2 separate regions of the Mus musculus genome follow, and region 1 is linked to region 2. The links are chromatin contacts, called in public HiChIP or PLAC-seq maps. All regions are on one chromosome and are shown on one strand. Each heading gives the region's core, a stretch centred on a gene start, on an enhancer-like site or on the middle of the called end of the contact. The rest is flanking DNA. Distances are from core to core; before and after follow the strand shown.

What was found. HiChIP or PLAC-seq counts read pairs in DNA pulled down with a chosen protein or histone mark.
Region 1: an H3K27ac HiChIP or PLAC-seq map of regulatory T cells shows a contact between it and region 2, with 4 times the contacts expected there. The contact joins two enhancer-like sites. A contact is called at or near these places in 2 of 115 datasets of contacts at active chromatin or transcription factors (pancreatic cancer cells and regulatory T cells).

What each region holds. Positions count from the first base shown.
Region 1 is chr16:93,014,822-93,020,252 of GRCm38.p6, reverse strand. No RefSeq gene overlaps it. Among named protein-coding and RNA genes, the nearest start is that of Gm41499, 61 kb to the right of the region's middle. Within about 2 kb of position 3,047, at least 15 of the 459 cell types and tissues checked have an H3K27ac peak or open chromatin away from gene starts, as enhancers often do. A contact at or near this core is called in regulatory T cells, where this site is marked.
Region 2 is chr16:92,640,941-92,646,652 of GRCm38.p6, reverse strand. Runx1 (runt related transcription factor 1) reads left to right here. Exons shown (of 8, transcript NM_001111021.2): 6 at 2,308-2,499. Among named protein-coding and RNA genes, the nearest start is that of Gm30224, 48 kb to the right of the region's middle. Within about 2 kb of position 1,787, at least 112 of the 459 cell types and tissues checked have an H3K27ac peak or open chromatin away from gene starts, as enhancers often do. A contact at or near this core is called in regulatory T cells, where this site is marked.

The DNA.
Region 1 (5,431 bases), core at 1,798-4,297, 370 kb before region 2:
ATGGATGGGTTCATTAACCCAGCCACCAATGCCCCAGTGCATCTGAGAGTCAGAAGAAGGGGAAGCAGAGAGTCCCGTGGAGGCCTGGGAGTCCTTGTGCTAAGGCTTCTGCTGCTTCAGTGGGAAGATTAGCTCTTGTGAGTGACAGTTTGGAACTGGGGGCATCTTCAGTGTATAGATGTTCAGGGGCGAAGATGGTAAAACTCACAGAGCACAGAGTGGGTGTCAGGTGAAAGGGGGTCTGGTCTTATGCTTTCCACAGCCTCTGCTGCTAGCACACAAGCAACATTACCGCCTATCATAGAGTGAGTACGACATCTGGGGTGTTTAAATCGAAGTAACAGTATAGGGAAAACAGAGAAGTGAAATGCACAAAAAAGAAGAAAAGAGAGAGAGAAAAGGGAAGAGAAAGAGGGAGGGAGAGAAGGAAAGAGGAAGGGAGAGAGGGAGGGAAGAAAAGAGATACAAAGAGTAGGAAGAAGGGAGGGAGGAGGAGGGAGGAAAGGAGAGAGGTGGAAGGAGGGAAAGAAGGAAGGAAGGAAGGAAGGGAGGGAGGGAGGGAGGGAGGGAGGGAGGGAGGGAGGGAGGGAGGGAGGGAGGGAAAGAGAAATTGCCACTTGTCTAAATGAACATAAAACAGGAACACACAATCAGACAGCAAACATGAAGAAGTTAGTGTGGGGCATAAAGACAAGAAATGGTGTGCCATGGACTTCTTAGGATTTCCAGGGGCTCCTAGATGAGAGGCACGCAGGGGCTTAGTCCCACAGGCCTTGCTGGCTGAGGGGCTTTAACTCACTGTATCTGTGTGGCACATCTTCTGCAAACCCACACCCTCAAAGGGTCCTCAGCAGAAACAGACCAAACGAAGGCTTGATAGAGGAGAGTAGACATGGAATCCACCCTACAGCTGCCTTGGGGTCTGGACCAACGTTTGGAAGACAGTCCAATTTCCGACACAGCCCTGCCACTGACTTGTGAGGTGATTGCGGGCCAATTGCTAGATCTCCCTTCTTAGCCATTCAGCCCTCGCTGCTCCTGCTCGCTGCTGAGATGCGAGTGATGAGGGCCTCGTGGTTGTGTGCCACACTGCTTTATTTTATTGGCACCTAAGTGTTGGAGAGCTTGGAGTTAATCCTATTGAAAATCAAAGTGCTCTCTGCCTGAGGGAGGAAGGATCATCATGGTGTTTATTGGTGGTGGTTTTGGTGGGTACTGGTGAGGGCTGACCGTGTGATCCCAGGCCTGGTTTAGCACGTGCTGCAGGAGCCCTCCCCCTTTCCTCATACCCACACCCTGGCAAGGGTTTAAACGTGTGGGCAGGTGAGTCCTCTGATATTTCCTTTGAAAGTTCACAGGCTGAGGGCTGCCTTGCAGTGTCAGTCAAATCTGCCCTCTGAGTTACTGAGGAGTTCCTGCCAGAGTTCAGGTTTTAAACTCACAGCGTACTCACGACTGGAACAAAACCCACTCTGTATCCTAGCACTGCAGACAGAGTCAAATGGCAAACTGAGTTTAAATTAAACATAAGGGATTCTTCCTAACGCAGTGTTCTGGTGACCACTCAGAGGAAAGATGTCTGATCTGTGGCAGTAACGTTTATAAAGATCACAGACCTTCACCTTAGGTAAAGAGGAGACTCCGTCCACTTTGCAGACAGTGGCTCTAAGTTTGCAGCATGTCAATCCACACCACCAGTGGTTCCGTCTGACGTAAGCATTGCATCATCAACGTGTGGTCCCCCCTAGAACATAAACTCTCTGCCTGTAATGTAGTCAGAGGCCACAGGCGCTATGTTTGGGATGGTGGAGCACACAGTGTGCCCCCGAGACCTCAAGTACCCTGCTGTCCGTTTTCCCAGATTTTCCCAAAGAATAATTCATACAAAGGCACAAAACTCACACAAAGTAGGCACCTTCATTTTTTTTAGAAGCTTCCACAGATGAGTCAAACTTTATGCCGTCGTTGCTATGGAACCGCAGTAATAAAGTGATCGGTGATCCCGTTCCTCATCCAGCTTTCTCTCTGAAGAAAGGAACCCCCTGACTTAGACGGAGAAGCCTTGGTAATGAGCTGTGCATTCAAAGCACTCCTGTTCCTCTCTTTGTCTAGTTCCACCCATTTCGTATCGTTTCGTGATTGCTTATGATGACGATGGTGATGATGGTGAATGTGATGATGATGATGGTGATGTGCCCGTATGTATACACCGCATGCGTGAATACCGCACGTGCTGAGGGAAAAGGATAATTCTCAGGAGTTGGTGTTCCACTTCCACTGAAGGAACTAGAGATCAAACCCAGGCCACCAAGACTGCACAGCAAGCGCCTCCACCCTCTCAGCCACCTTGCTCTGCTATCCCCGGATGTCTCTGTAACAGCGTTTGTGGTGGCTCCATGTTACCTTGGAGGATGTCTGAGGGCAAAGCTAGTATTTAAATGGGGAAACACAGAGGAGGCACACACATACAGTGCGAGCAGTCCTCATTCAGTCAGCTGAAGATCTAAACTAAGGGGAAGCCAGTTTACACTGAGCAAGAGGCAACCCCCAGCATGCTGCTGTCCCCAGGGTCCAGCCTGCTACACCTGGCAACCCCCAGCATGCTGCTGTCCTCAGGGTCCAGCCTGCTGAACCTGCTGCCTGGGTCTGGGGCATCCTACCCTCCTGGTCTCCACCTGCAGACCTACGCCACACATTTCAAACACCTCATCTTTGTGACTATGTGTCAATGCTTTGTAATAACTATAATGATCATGTGAGCCCTATTTGTTTGGTAAATCACATCCATGCACACACACATAGACAGCCTATTGATTCTGTGTCCACGGAGACTCCTGTGTCACTCAGTAACCCATTTCTAATATACTTCCAAGGCTTCCTTGGCTTTGTGAAGAGTCTATGTTAACCCGTGGAAGCCTTGAAAGGTCATCTGCTGGTTACAAAGGTTCTGAAGCAGGGAGCATTTTTTACCCACTACACGCAGTGCAACGCTGTAGGACACGTCATATAAGAGTTCTCATTTGGCTTCCATGATGCACTTCCTGTGTAATAAAGATCCTTCTTGCCAGTCAGAGGCACCTGCCGACATGTGGGTAGACAGAACCCACGTTCGTGTAAGCCTTGAAGCACCTGCGTCAGCTGAACTCACAATGGCCTGGGATTCCAGAGTCAGGGGACCTGTCTCCGCTTCTGTCCTCCATGGGAACTTGCACTCACACTCACATACACACAGGCACACACACACACACAGAGTAAAGATGATAAAACTCAATCTCAAATAAAAGAATCTGAGATGAAGAAGCCGAACTCTAAGGGGAGAGTTTCGCAGTTCTGTACAGACTGGGATGATGAGTAGACAGACCCACGTGGAGCTCCACGGCTTAGTGTCCAATCCCAGATACCACTGTGCAAAGAGGGATTTTAGTGAGCCCTTTAAGAAAGGACTGATTTAGATGTAAGAACGGCTATTGCATGGCTACCTTATAGTCAGCACCACGCTATGGCCCAGGATGCTGCTCCCACAGATGTTTCCCTGGGAGAGAAAGAAGGTTCAAAGCATCTGTACCCTATGTACCAGTTTCTTTATAAGCATTTTACAAGTATTTATTCTTCACTTTAATGCTAGGGGCAGGTACAGGAGTGCCACCGTTTTGATGGGTCCCATCCTGACAGATTCACTGTGAGCTGAAATTGTCATGAGCCCCGAGAATATTTGATACAGCTAAGCTAACCTTCATCATCTGTCTAGTGTACATCGGCTTAAAGTGGGCAAACTCATCTAAGGAGGGAGCCCATGTTATGATAAATTATTGACGATAGCCCGTCATTTAGGGCTAACTGACAGAGAAAATGCAGAACGGTTAGTCGTAGGAAGTTGGTTTTGCAACAGAGTAAAGTCAAAATCAGTTAAGCCATCATCAGTCTGAGGTAGACACCGCTGTCACCCTTGTTTAGAGAGAGAGAGAGACAGAGAGAGAGAGAGAGAGAGAGAGAGAGAGAGAGAGAGAGAGAGCTCCATAAGGTTAAGCACTGAACCCAAGTTCACTGGGCCTTGACAGCTGGGGAGAGGAGAGGGCTCCTGGGCCCTTACTCATAACAACCAGAAGCTGCGTGCAGCCTGCAGGTCTCTGAAATCCTAGCAGAGGAGAGGACAGAGGGGCTTTGCTTGTGCTCAGAAGCATGAGAAACTGCCCATGAGCACACGCAGAGAGAGGGTTAAAGTTGAGAAGTGGAGAAGTAACTGATGTGTGTGTGTGTGTGTGTGTGTGTGTGTGTGTGTGTGTGTGTGTGTGTGTGTTTGGGGGGAATAGGTAGGTGGTCTCCCCAGGTGTGCACTGGGGTGGAGGAGACTGGAAAGGGGAGGGAGACAGCCTCAGGCTGTGTGAGTCTCCTTGTTCCAGGAGCTGGGCTTCATTCCACACACAAAGAGAAGCCAGAGAAAACACCAGGAGAGGGAAGAGTAGGGGCCTCACGGGAGCTGCGCTTTTAGAAGCCTTTTCTGAGGCAGCAGGGGAAATATTTTGGAAGTCTTTCCCTTAGGACTGATCTCTGCGTCTAACTACACAGGGATGAGGTGAGATGTTCCGTGGATGCCGTTCATCCGTTTGTGTTTGTTTTTGTTTCTAGTGGAACACTGAGTCGGAAGACTTGGTGATCCGCAGTGGTCCACACCACACGACGATCTAGAAGCCATCACATTCCCTAGGCCTAAGATGCTCCCCTTCCCAGCATCCCGTGAGCACTTAGGACAAGGAGGAAGGGCAAAGATTAAAGTGTCCCTCGACAGAATTATATCCCCTTTTTGTAAGTCAACAATGATCTTAACAGATACACACTCTCTGGGATATTTGCTTAACAGCGTCGGGAGGAGAGGGCGTTCGGGAAGCAGACAGAGGAAAGGGTTCGATTCCCTATGGATGGCCAGCGATGCCCACACGAATGGGCAGCGCAAGAAGATGCCTGCTAGGGAGTGTCTTGGTGTTTCAGAGCTGACATGACAAATACTGCAGTCTATCTGAGTGCCTCACAAGCCAATAATTAACTGGGAGGCTAAGAGTCTGAGGTGAGGGTGCCAGTGTGGCTGGATACTGGAGAGGAGCACTGTGCTGGCGAGTGGATAGCCACTTCTTCCTTAGGAATCCATATGTCCACTCTCAGCATGTACACACACTGGGGCCGGAGGTGGGGGAAACTCAGCCCAGACTCACAGGGGGTAAGCACTCTGCATGCACACAGGGGGTAACAGTCGATAGATAGACAGACAGACAGACAGACAGACAGATAGACAGACAGATAGATCTTATGTCTAAAGTCACTGATTACAGTGTTCACGGCCCCACCCTTATCAATATCCTTAATCACTTCCTTAAGAGTTCCATCTCCAAGTAGCCACTTGGGGGTTCAGAGAGTCAGGGTTGGAATTTTGCAGAGC
Region 2 (5,712 bases), core at 538-3,037:
CAGATACTCAGATAGCCATTCTTCAAAGGCTGGCCAGAGACACCACCATTAACTGATGCTCTGACTTTAGAATGATCATGCACACAAGTGAGGGGGCTCATGCGCACGCGCGCACACACAGACACACACACAGACACACACACACACACACACACACACACACGCATGCCCTTCCTATGGCTACACACTGTCCTTCACGGTGTTCTTCCAAAATGCCACTGGGTGCCTCAGGAATGCGAGGCTGCGACACAGACAAAGCCTGCTGCAAGCTCTTGCTGACCCACATTCTTTCTGAGACCATACAAGCTATCCAGCGTCATGTTTCCCACCTTCCTCTTCCTTGACTGGCATGAGAGACCACGGCAGACACTTAAAAGGGGCCGCATCACGCTTTAAATGGCTTTAGAGCTCAGATTGTTTTTCTGTGAGAAAGCCTGAGGTTTCTCAGGTGGGATGAGGAGTGGGGACTGATTAGGTCGCAAAGAAAAGAAGAGGGAGGATCCAGAGAGGGCTGCACACCGAACTACATATACTAAGACTGAGCAAGGTAGAAGGCTCTAGAAAAAGAAGTTTTTGTACTTCTGCTGGTAAAAGGCTGGAGGGGGTGGCTCGGGAACTTGGCCTCTTTTGTCCATAGAGCTTTAAATACTCCGGCTACAAGAGGCCTCTCCCATGCGCCCCGGCCGAGCCTGCGTGACTCAGGGTGTTTGTGTTTGAGTCCAGTGTTGTGAGCTCTGAATGACAGTCCAGATTTGCCGTGGCGATACGTGGAAAGAGCGAGCGCTGCATGTGAACTACACAAATATTATGCTTAAGCTTTTTTTTTTCCTCCATTTGGAGCCAAACAGGTCTTGTCAGTGATAAAAATCGCTGCAATATAGTGGGCCCTTTTTCTGGCCTGGAATCTGAGACCGTGTCGGCAGTGCCAAGGAGGCCCGTAGCAGGAAGAAATAGCAAGCCGCGGGGATTTGAAACCATAACACAACTTCTACGACATAATTTTATAATTGTAGCAATCGGGAACTAGGTGGTGGGCGGGGTAGCCTTGTAACCACTCCTGTGCTGGAAGAATGGTCCAGGGTCCTCCGTGTAGCTCTGGGCTGGGCTGGGGTAGCAGCAACAGCATTTCTATGGGCAGAAGCCAACGGCTTCCCCTGTCTTGTTGTGAGGCTGTGTACAGGAGGATGATTGTGGCTCAGGCTGTGTAACCATTGACAGGAGAATGGCCCTGGCTCAGTCAACGGTTCTAGTCAAACAAACCTTGAGAACGAGGAGGAAACAACAAAGTCGGCCTCTTAAAAGGAGGAATGGATCTCTACTGTGACTGTGTGGGAGGCTGGGCTCCTCTACAATCTCTAGTCTGCATAATACTTTGAAGGGGATGGAGAGGGAAAAAAAAAAAAAAGCGGGAGGCCCAGCCCTCCTGACTGGCCCACGTGGATGCCCCTACTTGCTGTTTCCTGGTAACAGAGACACCTACCACCCTTACACGACAGCAAGCATCCCACCTTGCTTTTCATTCCGAGGGAAAATCAGCAGACCAGCTGGCCACTCCCTCTGAGCTCCCAAGGGCCTGGCCTACTAGAAATATTGGAACAGACCCACGCTGCACCTTTCTGCCTACTTCCTCCTAGGGATCCGCCCAGGGAGTGGGCTTCAGGGAAGTAAGGATGCTTCTGAGGAGCCTGTACGAAGGAGGAAGGGGCCTGGGTGTGTGAGGGCAGAGAGGGATGCCCTGTGCCTGCCTGCGTGTAACAGGAAATCTCACTCCTCGGCTGTGGGTTTGCAGCTGCACCCAATTTCCTGTTGAAGGGACACGCTGCTACGTTCCAGGGCCCACTCTGGCACCTCTCAGACCTGCTGCTCAGGTTTTCAGGAAGGCAGGGCATTCTTGACCCCGGGAGGGCACCTTTCTTGGCTGCCACAGTTCTGTTCCCAGCCTGAGGCCCACAGCCAACAAGCAACGGGCTTCTTACCCGGGGCCACCATCAGCAGTTCCGCTCACTAGTGTCTGCCCACCCGAGGGGATGTGCGGAGAGCTGTGGGCACCGAGTCCCAGACTGAGGCAACAGCCAGGGACCAGTGGGCTGAAGGAACCTCAGCGGGCTATCAGAAGGATAGCCCTGGTTCCCACAGGCAGCCAGCCCAAGGGGCAATGTCCAACAAGCTCACCTTGGGGGTGAAGGGAGAGGGAGGGGAAAGATAAGAAAAGTCCCCTCCACAACACGTTTTCTGATCTCTTCCCTCCCTCCTTCCCTGCCTCCCTCTCCTCCTCCTCCTCCCTTCCCCTCCCGGTCCCTACACTAGGACATCGGCAGAAACTAGATGATCAGACCAAGCCCGGGAGTTTGTCCTTTTCCGAGCGGCTCAGTGAATTGGAGCAGCTGCGGCGCACGGCCATGAGGGTCAGCCCGCACCACCCAGCCCCCACGCCCAACCCTCGGGCCTCCTTGAACCACTCCACTGCCTTTAACCCTCAGCCTCAAAGTCAGATGCAGGGTAAGTACCCCACGGAGCCCACTACCCTCTGTCTTTGCTGGAGTCCCAGGCGCAGAAAGCACCGGGGCTGCCAGGCCTTTCTGGGTGCTCTAAGGGAACTGTTGAAACCCCGCAGCATCAGCTGGGAGCTTAATGAGGAGAACGCTGTTCCATCTGCAGAGTATCTCTACTCTGAGAAGTGTGGCTGCTGAGCATGGGAGGGAATCGTGGCTGTGGAAGCCATATGTGTACATGGCTACACGCGTGTATCTCTCTTGGTACCCTTGCAGTTATCGGTTCCAGGTATCAAACTCCACAGGAGTTCAATATGTCCTAGTACTTGCCTAGGCCTGTGGACATCATCCTGGAGACTGTAATCCGTTCTGCGGCTAGCATCTAACACGCTATTCATGCTATGTTGACAATCACCAAGTTATATTACGTAGGGAATCCTGACGAAAATACATTTCAATATGTGTACATTTAAAAAGCTGTATTATCAACCCACCTTCGGTTTAATCTTTAGCTATAGAGCCTTCAGATACAAATAGCCTCCTGTATAGAAGCTGACGAGAGGTTTTTGTAAGACTTGTTTTCTACTATGTTGTTTTCTTATCTACCCATTAGTCTTGAAGCCACGATACACACAGTTGCTTGCATGTATGTATGTATGTATGTATGTGTTGTGTATACATGTATAAACACACATACACATACAAATCCAGCAAGGGGTTTTTAAGTTCTTGTTGCCTTTAGATTTTATGCTAAGTTTTCATTTAATATCTCTTCTTTCAAAATATGAAAGAGGCATGCGTGTGTATGTATGTGGTGTGGGCTGTATCAGGCAGAACATTTTCAGATCAGTAGCGTGAGTTCTGGTCACTCTGTGGGCCAGTCACCAGTGGCAAACACGCTGTAAGATGTAATAACTGCACATACCCTCTGTGCCAAGTTAGATAATGCTCACTGCATTTCCCCAGTCGGACGGCTGACGTCGGAATCTGTTTGTTCAGTGATATACCATTATAATAACCAAAAGGCAGTTTTCTCTGGGACAGGTGGGACACAGCTATTAATATGGCATGCTTACAGCAATACTCCTGCAGAGATGCAGGCCTGGGCAACTCAAATGAAGGGATGAGCAGCCCATACAAAGAAAGGGGCAGAGGATGGGCAGCAGGAGTGGGGCTCTGCCCTTCACAGAAAGCAAAGACTAGTGTCCTCTGAGCTTCACAGGAGAAAAGGGGGCATCTACTTGATAAGGTTTTTATCTGAGCCGATTGCTGTCTCTGGGGAGAAACACATGCAGGGCTCACAAATAGGCCCACATTTTCCAGAATGTAATATAGAAAGCCTATACCCCCAGGCATGGTATTACAGTCAAGTTATCATAGTACTTGCAGGATGGAGACAGCAGAATCAAGAGTTCAAGGCCAGCCATGGCTACGTAGCCAGCTTGAAGCCAACCAGAGATACATGAGACCGTGTTAGCACAGCACAGCGCCTCTCTTTTATATGAACAGACACAAAAATTAGGCTTTCTTCCTAGGTATGTTTAGAAAAAGGCCACACCAAAATCCTTAGGTGTTTTTGTGTGTGTGTGTGTGTGTGTGTGTGTGTGTGTGTGTGTAATAGTGACGAATAATCACTCAAAATACCCACACTAATTTTCCAAGGTCCCACAGTGCAGCTCGGTGGTGAATTGAGGCAAATGACACACTTTAGGTGAGATGGATGGACTGTGGGAGAAGGAGATATCCAAGGACATTTCTCTGCCTTCTGTTTACTCTCACTTAAGTTCACACACGTTTTCTCCGGGATCCCATGTCTAAAACCCAAAGAAAAGGCTGTTCTCTTGCCCTCTCCTGGCTGCCCCGAGCGCCCGTGAGCTGAGAAGGAGGCTGGTCTTTTACTTACAGTCAAACCAAAACTGGTAAGCGTCTTTAAAGCCAGTGCCAAACCATGCAGGAGCAAATTCAGATGGTTGCCTCTGCCTGCCTCATGAACCCGGACTGCTTCAGTTTGCCGTCTTACATACCTCGTCCCTAGAAACTGCAGAGGGTGGGTGGGCTCAAGGGAGCCCTGGGCCTTTGGAACCACCCACCTGTGCACAGAGGCATGGTCATGGACAGGTGGCTGCGCATCGGTGACTCTCCAGAACACTGCACTTGCTCTTAGAGTGTCCTAGGGGCTTGGTTGGTACTCTGAGAAGATGTGTGGACTATATTGTGGATTTTTTTTCCTCTCCAGTATATAAATTTGATAAGCAGGGATTTACTGGCCTCCAGGCAGACACGCGGTTTCAAACCCCATTGAAGATACTGCATATAAAACCAATTTCTCTTTCTTGTGTTCTCTCTCCCACCTTCTGGGTTTCTCTCCTCTCTTCTTTCTTCCTTCTCCCTTCTCCGGCTCTTCTCTGGTATCTCTTCTTATAAGAAAGTGCTATTTTATACAAATCTAGTTTTGAGTGAACTCCTGATTTTTTTTCACCCTTGAAATGTAAACATTAACAGGGATAGTGTAACAGGCAAGTTCTTCACATTGTTCCTGGCGTTGCGGGCAGTTACTGCCTGGTCCTAGCCGTAGAGCACACGTGCCTACTTAAGGTGGGAATTTAAGCGATGCACCATGGGACTGTGGCTCTCTGAAATGGCAGTCACAGTTTTAAGAAAACTATCCCAGAAGTAGCCAGGGCGGTGTCCCCTGGACACCACAGAGACACAGGAATGATTGTCAGCTTTAGAGGTGACAGTCACTGCAGGGGAGCGTCTGTGGAGCAGCAGAAGACTGCAGGCTGGAGCCACCCCTTGGCTCTGCCAGCAGAGGATCATGGGTATAGAATATCACATTTCCTTATCTTACCAAATAGACACCTCGAGTGATCTGCACTGGGGTTCAGATGGAGAGGGAAGACAGTTACCATGCCACCAAACCACTGTTTTGTTTGTTGAGGTTTTAACTTTAAAACAGCCGAGGTTAATTTCGACTTCCTATTTGAGCAAGTCTTTGAGTGGAATAGAAAGCTGTTTTGTCATGGCTGCCTGTTTACGCAAGTCAGGACACCATTGTTAAGTCCTGCCAAATTTCAGGGCTTTTCTCCGTTCCTTTTACAGCAGGAGTAGAGCAGATTACAGAGTTCTGGGGTAGCCGGGCCTGGTCCCTCACACCTCCCTTTTAGGAATGGCTCCAAGCAACACACATGGGTCATTTTAGGTCTTGGGCTCTGATTTC